Linked DNA regions of Mus musculus: region 1 is linked to region 2. The links are chromatin contacts, called in public Hi-C maps. All regions are on one chromosome and are shown on one strand. The core of a region is the stretch at or near the end of the contact, and the rest is flanking DNA. Distances in the headings are between cores, read along the strand shown. Region 1 overlaps Smc5 (structural maintenance of chromosomes 5). Region 2 holds the start of Smc5 (structural maintenance of chromosomes 5).

Region 1 (5,685 bases), core at 91-2,590, 65 kb before region 2:
TGCTCTCTGAAAGCTTGTTAGCATGATATGTAATTATTTTTGGTATATGTAAACGGAAATGGAATTGCTGATGATGTGAGTTTTAAGTATGTCTTTCTTTCATATAAAACCAAACTACATCAAACACATATCAGTGAAGATATTATATCAGAAACCCAAGCAACAACACAAATGTTTAGTAATAGCCTTCACTAATATGCTACCAAGTTTTTAATTTTTTGACTTGTTCATGTTGATAAAAATGTTATTAAAATATCTTTATACTACCTGTATGATACTTAGTCTAAGAGGGGAGGGTTCTTTTACAAGTTTTAAAAAGAAATACAACTTCTAAAAGAGAAAATGTCTAAGTGAGAGGACATAAACTCATGTTCCATTATTTTTTAACCAAATAAGAATGTAAATTTCATTGGCTATTACGATAATAGACAAAGCCCAAACTTTGTTCAGGCTAGCAAAAAAATAATTTTGTCAGTATCATCAAAGATATGGTTCATTCCACTATTCAATGACATTTCTATTTTCTTTCAAGATTTAGTTTTTTCAAAGAACAGAATTTGTTTGGCATTGTTAATTAGCATTCTCAGAGAAAAATGGTTTTCAATTAATATTTTCAAGGTGGAAGAAAACAATTCATATGAGATTTTTCTAAAATACTGGGTATAAGGAAGGACCTACAAATTCTAAAAACATGATTTGATTCTTTTTTCAATCAATTCTTTGCCTTCGCTCTTTATATAGCACTGAGAAATTTCAAATACAAATTGTAAAAACTCGCATATGAAATTTTAAGAAAAATTTTACTAAAAGTAATTATAAAAATGCTTTCTAGAAATGTAAGATGTAAAATACATTCAACTTTAAATTAAACAAACAAACAAACAAACAAACAAACACACACAAAGCCCTACGACAACACTTATACGCTAACTCCTGTCACCTGATCTCACCCTGCCAGTGTCTGAGCCACATTCTGTATCATCTTTACCTTGTGACCTCTCAAAGTCCTCCTGTCATTTTGAAGCCTCATGCATATGTTTTCCCAATTCTTTGAAGTAACCTATAACATGTTACCTATAACATATTTTCTATGAAAATAAGGGAACCTTTATTTTTTTTAAACAAAGAAATGAACAGATCTGCTGTCAATCACTATCTATTAAGCAGCCATTCCCATACTAGTTTGTAAGAACTAGATATAATACTGGAAGAAAAGTGGGATTTCTAATCCTGGGTTGCCTTTATTCTCTCAGTCAATGTTCTGCACTCAGCACTGTTGTAGTTAGTAAACACTCTGACTGAAATCCCACGCTGCCATACCTTCGATTTGCAACAGGAAATAGCCTTTTCTGTTATGACACATGAAACCACTCAAAAACTGATAACCTTCCTGCCTCCTACTCCTAAACGCTGGGCTAGATGTGGGCCACCACACCTGAGGGGCAGCACAAAGCTGCACACAACAATCCCGTGCTCACAGAGAACTAACGAGGCAATGTCCACCAAAAGTGAAGACTCAGTTTTCACTAGAAAATGTCCCAGAGTCACTGTGGTCTCTACTTCATCAACCTATTTGTTTTTAAAAGCAGGTTTCCAAAAATAACCAATCTTTCTCTTTCAATAAATCTGCTAACTTTTATTCACTTGAGCGAGCGACACATATAAACAGTTAAAGGAAAAAAACCTCCAAAGGCCCCTCCTGTTCTTTCCTTTCACTGAGGTTGAGTAAAGGTTATCCTTCGCCGACGCCTTTGAAAAGCCTTTAAATTCCATCGGTTTGGCTCCAGCATATGAGGACCATTGTAGACAAACAACACTGTCATCTTTTCAGAATAAGGAAGATTCTGTAGAAGCTGTATGGATTGAAACAAATTGCCATATAATTCAAGTATATACCGACAAACAGATTTTCAGCCTTACATATGTTCCAATTCATCAACTTGCCAGATTGACAGCTCTCCAATAAGCATATCTGAAGCCTGGCCTAATTACTGACCTGAAATATCCAGTTGCCCGGAAATCCTCTCTATTTACAAGTCAGCTAGGACTATATACTTCCTAGGTACACTGTGGAAGAGTGTGCACTGAAAACACCTCTCAAACTCCTATGGCTAAGAACTGTGCTGTGACAGACTGCTAGTTTGAAACGTGTGAGGGAGGTTTGGTTTCTAAACCAAGGAGTTTGGTAAGAAATAGAATAGGGCTGGGCAGTGGTGGCGCACACCTGTAATCCCAGCACTTGGGAGGCAGAGGCAGGCAGATTTCTGAGTTCGAGGCCAACCTGGTCTACAGAGTGAGTTCCAGGACAGCCAGGGCTACACAGAGAAACCCTGTCTCGAAAAACCAAAACCAAACAAACAAAAACAAACCCAAAACAAACAAACAAAAAACCCCAAAAACAAAAAAAACAAACAAAAACAAACAAACAAGCCAAAAAGCCAAAAAGAAAGAAATGGAATAGGGGCAGATCTGATTAGCCCACAGATCTGATAAAAGATGATTAAGTTAAAAAAAATGTACATTTCATTTAGGGTGGAATCTCCAATGAGTTAGTTATGAATATTTAGTTGAAAAAGGGAAAAAGTGTGACTACTAATAAAAGCAAATTTAAATCTATTTACTTGATAACATACCACAGCACTATAGTTAACAAAAGGAACATTCCCTTTTCAACAGTTCTAGATTATGGAAAATTCTCTATGAAGATTCCTATGCTGTTGTAAAAGCTCAGCTGTCAGTATTTAGGGCCAGGGTAGTAGCAGTGGGCATTCAGGACAGGAGCAGTATGTGGCGTGACAGAGAAGGCTAGAGAGTTCTGGGGCTTGCATTCCCAGTAGTCTCTTAGCAAAAGAGAATTAGTGTAGAAGGGCAGTGAGTGTCAGAAGTGAGCACGAAGTCTAAGCTCTGGAACAGTATGATGTGCCTCCTCCATCGCTTCCTTAGATGACAGATGACGTTTCCAATTATGTATGTCACTCAACTTGTCCCTCTATGAATGTAAACATTACCATAATCCCTTAGCTTCACTTTTAGGAGTTTTCCTGCTCATATTTACATCTCAGCCCCAATCTTCTCCAAAACTAAGACACAGGGGGCATCTAAGCGCGTGACTCCTGTGAGTGTATCATTACTCACCTTCGGTGTGATGAAGAAATACTGGGATGTGTTCTCTTTACAGGCAGTGTTCACAACCATTTCAAATACTCTCCGTTCATTAATTGGGTCCATACCCTAAAGCCATAAAAACAACTGTTACATTTGTACCTATTAGAGGATGTGGTCCCCTCCCCCCAACGGAGTCACTGTACCTGATTAATTTCATCGACTACTCTGAACGGACATCTGTTAAGCTCCTGAAGTGCCATCAAGTATAGCATAGTAGAAACACTTCTTTCACCTCCACTTTGATGATGAGGAGTTAATTCATGCAGCTGAGTACTACTGCGAAATTTTACTCTAATCCGGATTCCATATTTATCATAATCTTCCTATAAAACATAAAAAGTTGAAAAATGAGTGCTGTCTCTGTGGCAATTCTACTCAATATTTGAAAACATATCAAATATATCAATCATAAAAGCAAATGTAAACAATTACTACCTAAAAAATTTAGTAGTCCTCAAGTGCCTACATGGGTGTGCACACACACAAATGTAAACTTTAATAAAAAAAGATTGTGTTAGGTGTCACATAACTTTTGTCGACTCTGAGATGTACTGACTTCTCTCAGCCATTCCAGGTCACTGAGATACAGACTGACCTTAAGAGTGAAGTACAGAACGCTCGTTTAAAGTTAACCAGTTAAATGGCCTAAGGTAAGTGTCTAATCAAGAGAGACACAGTGCAAGAAACAGGTAAGTCAACAGTTATAGTTCTAAAACACAAAAAGAAAACAGGTAAAATTAGCTTCAATTGTATATTTTGTTCATTTAAAATGTCATTCTAACATCACAATATAAAATATTACCTATGAATACTTAACATTCTTTTTTCACATTAAATCTTTGAAATTGTATGTATGTAGCATATATTCATAGCAGAGGCCTAAGAGCTGCAAAATTGTTTTATTTATTCACTATTTTGAGTATCATCAAGTAGTTATAAAGAAGGTGTGGCAAATACTTATGGATGAAACAGAATGTCAGTGGGATGGGCAGGGGCTGGCTCATGGGATGCCCCTCCAACAGTTATTCCAGTCTACATTCTGTATAAGAATGGTACCACCCCAAGTGACGCCATTTATAACTGTTGTGGTATCTCCATATACTGAAGGAAGAACTGTGTATCACCTCTCACACTAAGAGGCTGAGTCTTTCCACCCTTTCCTTTAGATTTATATCCCACAGCTGCTATTGTTGCTGGCAATACTCTTCCTTCAGGCGTTTCTGGAAGTATGCTGCCACCTTTGGTTACAGTTTTGGCTGTCGTATTTTCAACAAAACTTTCTCAAACAGCAAGGACAGTTTCCCAAGGCTTGTCCCGCCAAGATTGGACTCTGCTCTGGCTCTGCTATTATAATGAGACCCCGTGTTCCAGTTCTGGACACATAAGAAAGCAAGAGCTTCCTTTTTTGAACCACAAATTGCTTCACACGTAAATACAAAAGGACTCAGGTAATGCCTTAAAAATTTAGAAATACTTTTAATCTGTTCGCCTTCCCTTTCAAACCCCTCAAGTAAACAAACTACATTACTGTAATAATTTATAATGGTTCTAATTTCTAAGTTACTTTTAAACCCTATCTCTTCATTGCCATTGACGGTCGGTCCTTTCTACTGCTTTGCTCTAGCTTCTCCCATCTCACTGAAGGCTCTGGTTAAAGAAGCCAGTTCTGGACCCACTACTGAGGAGACACAGGGAGGCCAGACAGAGCGGGGACACAGGACAAGGTTGAAAAGAGGGAAGGTCTGGAAGAACACACTGAAAGGGAAGAGAGGCTTTTCTATAGCAGTGCACTGAAAACAGACTGTTAAGAACAGTACAAGAAGAAGGAAGAGCCCCACGCAAAGGATATAATTATAATGGATGGGATTTCTGTGACACAGGCCTCACCTAGTCTATTTGGCCACATTTATGCCCCACACTGACTCAAGCTACTGATAAACATCCTGTTTGAGCAGGAATGATGTTCCCAGTAAGCAAACTTATCTAAGAGTTTAGGCTCTGTCTGGGATTAGATAAGGAGTCTGATTTTATTTTTTTGCCTCTTGACAGCAATGTGACATTCAGTAAAATTACCATAAGTCTCAGTTTGTTGTTTTTTTAAGTAGGGTAGATTTAAGTTCCTGCTTTATAGCACAGTTATAAGAGATTAAACGGTTGGAGGTGGGGTGGGGTGAGGGTGAGGAATGCCTTTAATCCTTGGGAAGCACTTGGGAGGCAGAGGCAGGTGGATTTTCATGAGTTTGAAGCCAGCTTGGTCTACAAAGTGAGTTCTACAACGGTCAGGGCTACACAGAGAAACCCTGTTTCAAAAAACCAAACCCAAACCCCAAACCAAAAAGATGATCTGAAGAGATCAAACAAGATAACTTTAGGAAAGGAAGCATCTCGGAACTGAAGTATTATCCATACATTTCTTAGTTACGGGCAGGCATGGATTGTGTGTAAACTGCTACGGAAGGGTCTAAAGCCTCAAACCTAGGACTTATAATAAAATGGTATTTCACAGGTATACTTCACATG
Region 2 (5,654 bases), core at 2,064-4,563:
GTGGTGGCGCACGCCTTTAGTCCCAGCACTCGGGAGGCAGAGGCAGGCGGATTTCTGAGTTCCAGGCCAGCCTGGTCTACAAAGTGAGCTCCAGGACAGCCAGGGCTATACAGAGAAACCCTGTCTCGGAAAACCAAAAAAAAAAAAAAAAAAAAAAAGGCTTTGTAACTCAGCCCTAGTTTCAACTTTTTCCTATCTCCTTTTTCTATCTCTACTCAGAACTCTAAATTCTATTATATATTTCTTCTAGTTTCCTGACTAATCTGTGCTTCCTTTAGCTTATAACTCTCCCTCTACTCTCAACCTATCTGACTTAATTTGCTCACAGCAACCTCCTGTCCTATCTCTAGTCCATCTGAATTCTCTAAGCTTAGCTAGCCCCCCTACTTGCTTGGGACTCACTTCTCTCAGACTCGTTCTGTGACAACTTGGTTGTCAACCTAAATACATCTAGAATTAATTAAAACCCAAGCAGCTGGGTAGACCTGTGAGGGATTTTTTTCTTAAACCACTTGAAGTGGGAAGACCCACTTTTCATCCAGATCTTCTGAGGTGTGAAGATCCACCTTTACTCCGGGCCACACTTTCTGCTGGAAGCCTCTATAAAGGACACAGAGGGAAGCTTGTTCTCTTTGCCTGCTGGCTTCCCCTCTTGCTCTCAGTGACAAGTCCATTTCTTCATTGGCATCAAGAGCCTACCTCTGGGATTCTGAAGACCAGCAGAGACATCCAGTGTCATGGACAAAGTAAGAATAACTACTGGCTTCTTAGAGCCACTGTCAATGGTAGACAGCCTTTGTTGGACAAGCTGAACCAAAGCCTGTAAGCCATTCTAATAAGAAGCCTTTCTGTATATGGATATAGATGTATTCTATAAGTTCTGTTCCTCTAGAAAATCTGAATATACCCCCCCAAATCTAAAATCTTATATTATTAAAATAAACAAAACCATACCCAACTCTGCATTTTTCACCTACTTTTTTTCTTTTTGCTGTTTTGGTCCAAGCTTTTCTTCCTTGGTCTAAAAAGTTTTCTTTTGTACTACTTGATCAAAGGGAAAACATTTTTCCAATTGCTCAATGTAGGAGGCTTCGGTCTCATTACGAGTTCAATGGAGCAGTTACTTCAAGGATTATTTTAACTAAGCCTCTCTGACGAGTCCCCCGTGAGTCTCAGCTCACCTTCCAGTACAGGAGATCTCTGCGCTCATCTTCTCTCATTCTTACAATAAAGACTTTTTTTTTCAATTTTTTATTAGATATTTTCTTCATTAACATTTCAAATGCCATCCTGAAAGTCCCCTATACCCTTTCCTTCCCCGCCCTGATCCTCTACCCACTCACTCCCACTTCTTGGCCCTGGTGTTCCCCTATACTGGGACATATAAAGTTTGCAATACCAAGGGGCCTCTTTTCCCAATGATGGCTGACTAGGCCATCTTCTGCTACATATGCAGCTAGAGACACGAGCTCTGGGGGTTACTGGTTAGTTCATATTGTTGTTCCACCTATAGGGTTGCAGACCCCTTCAGTTCCTCAATAAACACTTTTTAATTCCTCCAATTTATATTTTCCTTTTTGTAATTTCAAAGATTTCTGTAACATCAATAGCCACCTATACACAGGACTCCCAAGCCTGTGACTTATTCTTTTCTCTCTGAGCTCGTCGAGGCCTTTAGAAACTCCATGCATACATCTCTCTTAGCTATCCCACAGGAAAGTTCAAGACAGAGGCGCTCAACTGCATTCATCATTTATTCTCCGTCCACTCCACCCCCCCACTACTCTCTCTTGAATAACCAGATTGGTTAGCCAGAGCCAGACTTGGGAAGAACTAGGACACACTCCTCCACTCTCAGGCCTCACAATCTATAGGCAGATCTTATCAAATAACCCTTTCAGCTCTGCATTCTTGCTTTCTTACTTTAAATATTCTTGCTTGCTATCTGGCACCCTTTCAAAATCACAGGTTCCCGACCGCCTGCCTGCAGGATGATGCTGGAGTTCTTTAGTATAGTAACAGACAAGCCGGAACAATCGTTTCCAACCTCTATTCACCTATGTTCTTACATTCTACCTAAGGTCACTCACGAAACATTACAAACTGGCTTTCAGGCAGTTCCTTCTTTGGGTAATCGTCTTCCCTCCTTTTCTACTTTAGTATCTTCTTCACAAAGCTCTGATGGTTGGGGATGGACTTAGCCTTTTCAGTCTGTGCCTCCCATGAAATCCTGGGTAGATAAGTTACAGCAGATAACCTCATGCTGAGTACAGTTACCTTTCCTGATCAGGATTCAAATTAGCAATTTTGCTATTAGAATCTATACAGACCGGGGCAAAAAAACAATAGCCATGAGTTTATGTCATCAACAAAGACAGGTAGAAACGCAGCGATGTGTAAATAAAACAAACGAACACCTGATACACAACTGCTTGAAAAAAAAATGGTATTGTTATTAAGGGTCTATAAATTATGCAAGCCTACATTTAAGAAAAAATACCTCGAAAAGATAACTCTAAGATGATAAACAGATAATGATATTTCTGGTAACATTTAGAATCTACTCAACTAGTTGGGGTCGGGGCAAGGAAGAAAGGAGGATTGGACGGGGCAAGAATCTGCAAGGAGGTACAAAAACTGGGAACACGATTTTTAATTTCTTTGGTACACTCTAATCTCCAATCAACAACCATTACCATGTCATCTGCCCATTCTGGAAATCGTGTACACTTTTTAAAATTTGCCACTCTGCTGTAACTGTCGAGTTTTGTGAAGTGCACAGGTCCGTGGTAGATCGAGATTCGCAGATTAACAAACTAGAGACCCGGCCCCTTCGTATCTACTGCCTAGAGCCGACGCCTTCCAAAACCACTGGGTGGATAAAAACATCAGGCCACACGCCTACTACAGCCAACACGGCCAGTCTTCGTGGCCTAGGCAGGGAATGCCTCAGGGTTAGCCTGGCACAGGTTCCCCACCGCCGGGCACAGCCCACCGCCCCGGGCCTGCGGGCCGCTTGCTCCCGCCCAGCGCGGCCTGCCGCCACTCACAAGAAGTTCTCCATGGCGATGCGGACGATTGAGCCCTCGACGAAGGTCCCGGACGGCCGCGGCAGCGTCGGCAACGGGTTCGAGTTCTTTCTCTTGCTCGGGACCTCGGAGGAAGCATCTCTCGGGAGAGACCGCTTGGAAACCTGGGGGTTGGGGGGAGCAGCCTTCCCGCTCGGAGTCGCCATCCTGGCTTCCTCCGCGTCCCGCAGCGGCTTCCGTTCCCGGCGAGCCGCAGCCCAGGAGCCTCCGCGCCCGGCTCCCGCGCTAACTGACCCCGCCTGACCCCGCCCCCGCGGCCCCGATGCGCTTGCGCGGTTCCGCCCCGCAAACCCGAGGCCACGCCCCGACCAACGCTCCCCGGTGGCCTCAGAGGTGCGATGTGTGTGTGTGTGTGTCTGTGTGTGTGTGTGTGTGTGTATGTGTCTCTGTGTGTGTCTCTGTGTGTGTCTCTGTGTGTTTCTCGTGTGTGTGTGTGTGTGTGTGTGTGTGTGTGTGTGTGTGTGTGTGTGTGTGTGTGTGTGTGTGTTACTACTTTGCAACGGTCCCTCCCAGAACTCCAGGCTTCATCTGTCTTATGTTCTACATTGCAGTTTCCTTCCCTGGTGCTCAAATGAACTCCAAAGAAAAGATGCCTGTTGACTGTGCCTGTTGTTGGAAGCATGGCACTAACAACCATCTGATGCTCTCAAGATTGTGAAGAGTGTATTAATTACTTGCCCACTCACACTTCCTAGTCCTTTTATTGTATAATTTATTTATTTTTATTTTATGTGCATTGATGTTTTGCCTGCATGTATGTATGTCTGTGTGAGGGTGTCAGATCTCGGAGTTACAGACAGTGGAACCCAGGTCCTCTAGAATAGCAGTCCGTTCTCTTAACCACTGGGCCATCATGCTATCTCCCAGCACATACATTTATTTATTTATTTGAGACAGACTCTTTATATAGCTCTAGATGGACTACTACTCACTAGAGAGCCCAGGCTGGTCTTGAACTTTTACTACTTCTGCTTCCTTAGTGCAGCCACCAGTTCCAGTGCAGCCACCAGATGGCCTCTCCCTTCAGGGTTTCTTTTTTCTTTTCTTTCTTTCTTTTATTTAATTAAGCATTTCACTTATTTACAACCCAAATGTTGTCTCTCTCCCCCCCCCAGAGTTCTTCCCCCCCCCCCCCATCGCTCCTCCTCTTTGACTCTGAGAGGGTGCCTCTCCCTTGGTATCCCCCCTCCCTGGGGCATCCAGTCTCTGCAGGACTAAGCACATCCTCTTCCACTAAGGCCAGACAAGGCTGCTCTCTGCTACATATGTGCTGGTGGCCTTGGACCAGCCCATGTATGTTCTTTGGTTGGTGGCTTATTCTCTGGGAGCTCCTAGGGGTTCAGGTTAGTTGATATTGTTGGTCTACCTATGGGGTTACCATCCCCTTCGCTTTCTTCAATCCTTCCTTTAAATCTTCCATAGGGGTCCTTTCAGGGTCTTTAAATTCCCTGCTTCTTTAGGAATGGCTCTACCTCCCTGTGCCCATGTTCATCTCATTAGCCCTTTCAAAGATTATGCCCCTGAAGCCCATAGGCAACATTCACCCAACCAATAATAACCGGCCAGAGACTAGGGTAATGGGGAAATAAAGATAAACCATTAAATAGTTTTAAGTAGGAGAGGCCTGTGATCTAATTAAAGCTTTTCAGTCATTCTGCTTGCTGTGTGGAAAACTCATTGAAAGGAGACCTGGGGAGGCCAGTTAGAAATCCCATGCAGTAGAGTCCTCTTTTGACCACTAGAACCAACACTCCTTTTTGCAGGCCCCTGCTTCTTTCTCTCATACAAATGGAATCTGCTCAGTAAAAGTTAAAATGAAAGAAAACATAATCATTGTAGAAAGCATATAAACTTGTTATGGGTACTTGATGTGTGTGTGTGCCTCTGTGTGTGTGTGTGTAAAAATTAAGGAATACCTTGTAAAATGTTCAAGTAACAGGAAGAAATAAAAAGACCCAGTGCTTAGGATACCATGCTGCTAGTACTTCTACACATAGCTGGTATATTCTTGGCTTCAAGAACTTAAAGGTTGCCAGGCATGGTGGTGTATGCCTGCAGTCTCAACACTCAGTATACTGGCCAGGAAGATCACAAATCCTATCAAGGAGAAGGAGGGAGGAGAGGAGAGTCAGATTCTGAACAAGTAATTAGTTATGAGGGAATTTATTCTATGGACAAATAAGAATATAACCAGCAATGGTGGGACTTAAGAGCTTCACCATTAAAGTTAAAGAGTTAATGGGACCAGCGTTACCATTTCGTGCCAGGATGAGACTTTTAGAATGCTGTTAAAGTTATGTTTCTAAACTTAAAAGTTGGGAACAAATCCCCAAATTTGGATGACTGCAGAAAGACAGTCATACTGTGGGTTTTAACTGGCTCGTCATGGTTGCCACTGTATCAGAAAGCACAGTAAAGAAACCACTGAAATGGCCGCTCAGTGCTTGGAAGGGAAAAGCTTACTCCAAGCTGCCAAGACCATCTCTCCAGGAAAGCAGGGCAGGGAGAATGAGGGTTTTAAAGAGACTGAGTAGGAGGTGAGAGGGGCCAAGATGTTAGTGTGGG

The links. Hi-C and Micro-C count contacts between places; a contact is called where the count stands out from the background.
Region 1: a Hi-C map of Th1 cells shows a contact between it and region 2, with 2.4 times the contacts expected there. A contact is called at or near these places in 2 of 484 Hi-C or Micro-C datasets (Th1 cells and nephron progenitors), 1 of 130 datasets of targeted methods (embryonic stem cells) and 1 of 9 other capture datasets (adipose tissue).

Annotation. Positions count from the first base shown.
Region 1 is chr19:23,207,116-23,212,800 of GRCm38.p6, forward strand. It overlaps Smc5 (structural maintenance of chromosomes 5), which reads right to left. Exons shown (of 25, transcript NM_001252684.1): 23 at 3,309-3,488; 24 at 3,136-3,231; 25 at 1-1,853. The coding sequence ends at 1,713. Among named protein-coding and RNA genes, the nearest start is that of Mir1192, 61 kb to the left of the region's middle.
Region 2 is chr19:23,270,584-23,276,237 of GRCm38.p6, forward strand. Smc5 (structural maintenance of chromosomes 5) reads right to left here and starts at 3,314. Exons shown (of 25, transcript NM_001252684.1): 1 at 3,051-3,314. The coding sequence starts at 3,235. Gm33950 (a long non-coding RNA gene) reads left to right here and starts at 3,325. Exons shown (of 2, transcript XR_386613.2): 1 at 3,325-3,422; 2 at 3,641-3,776.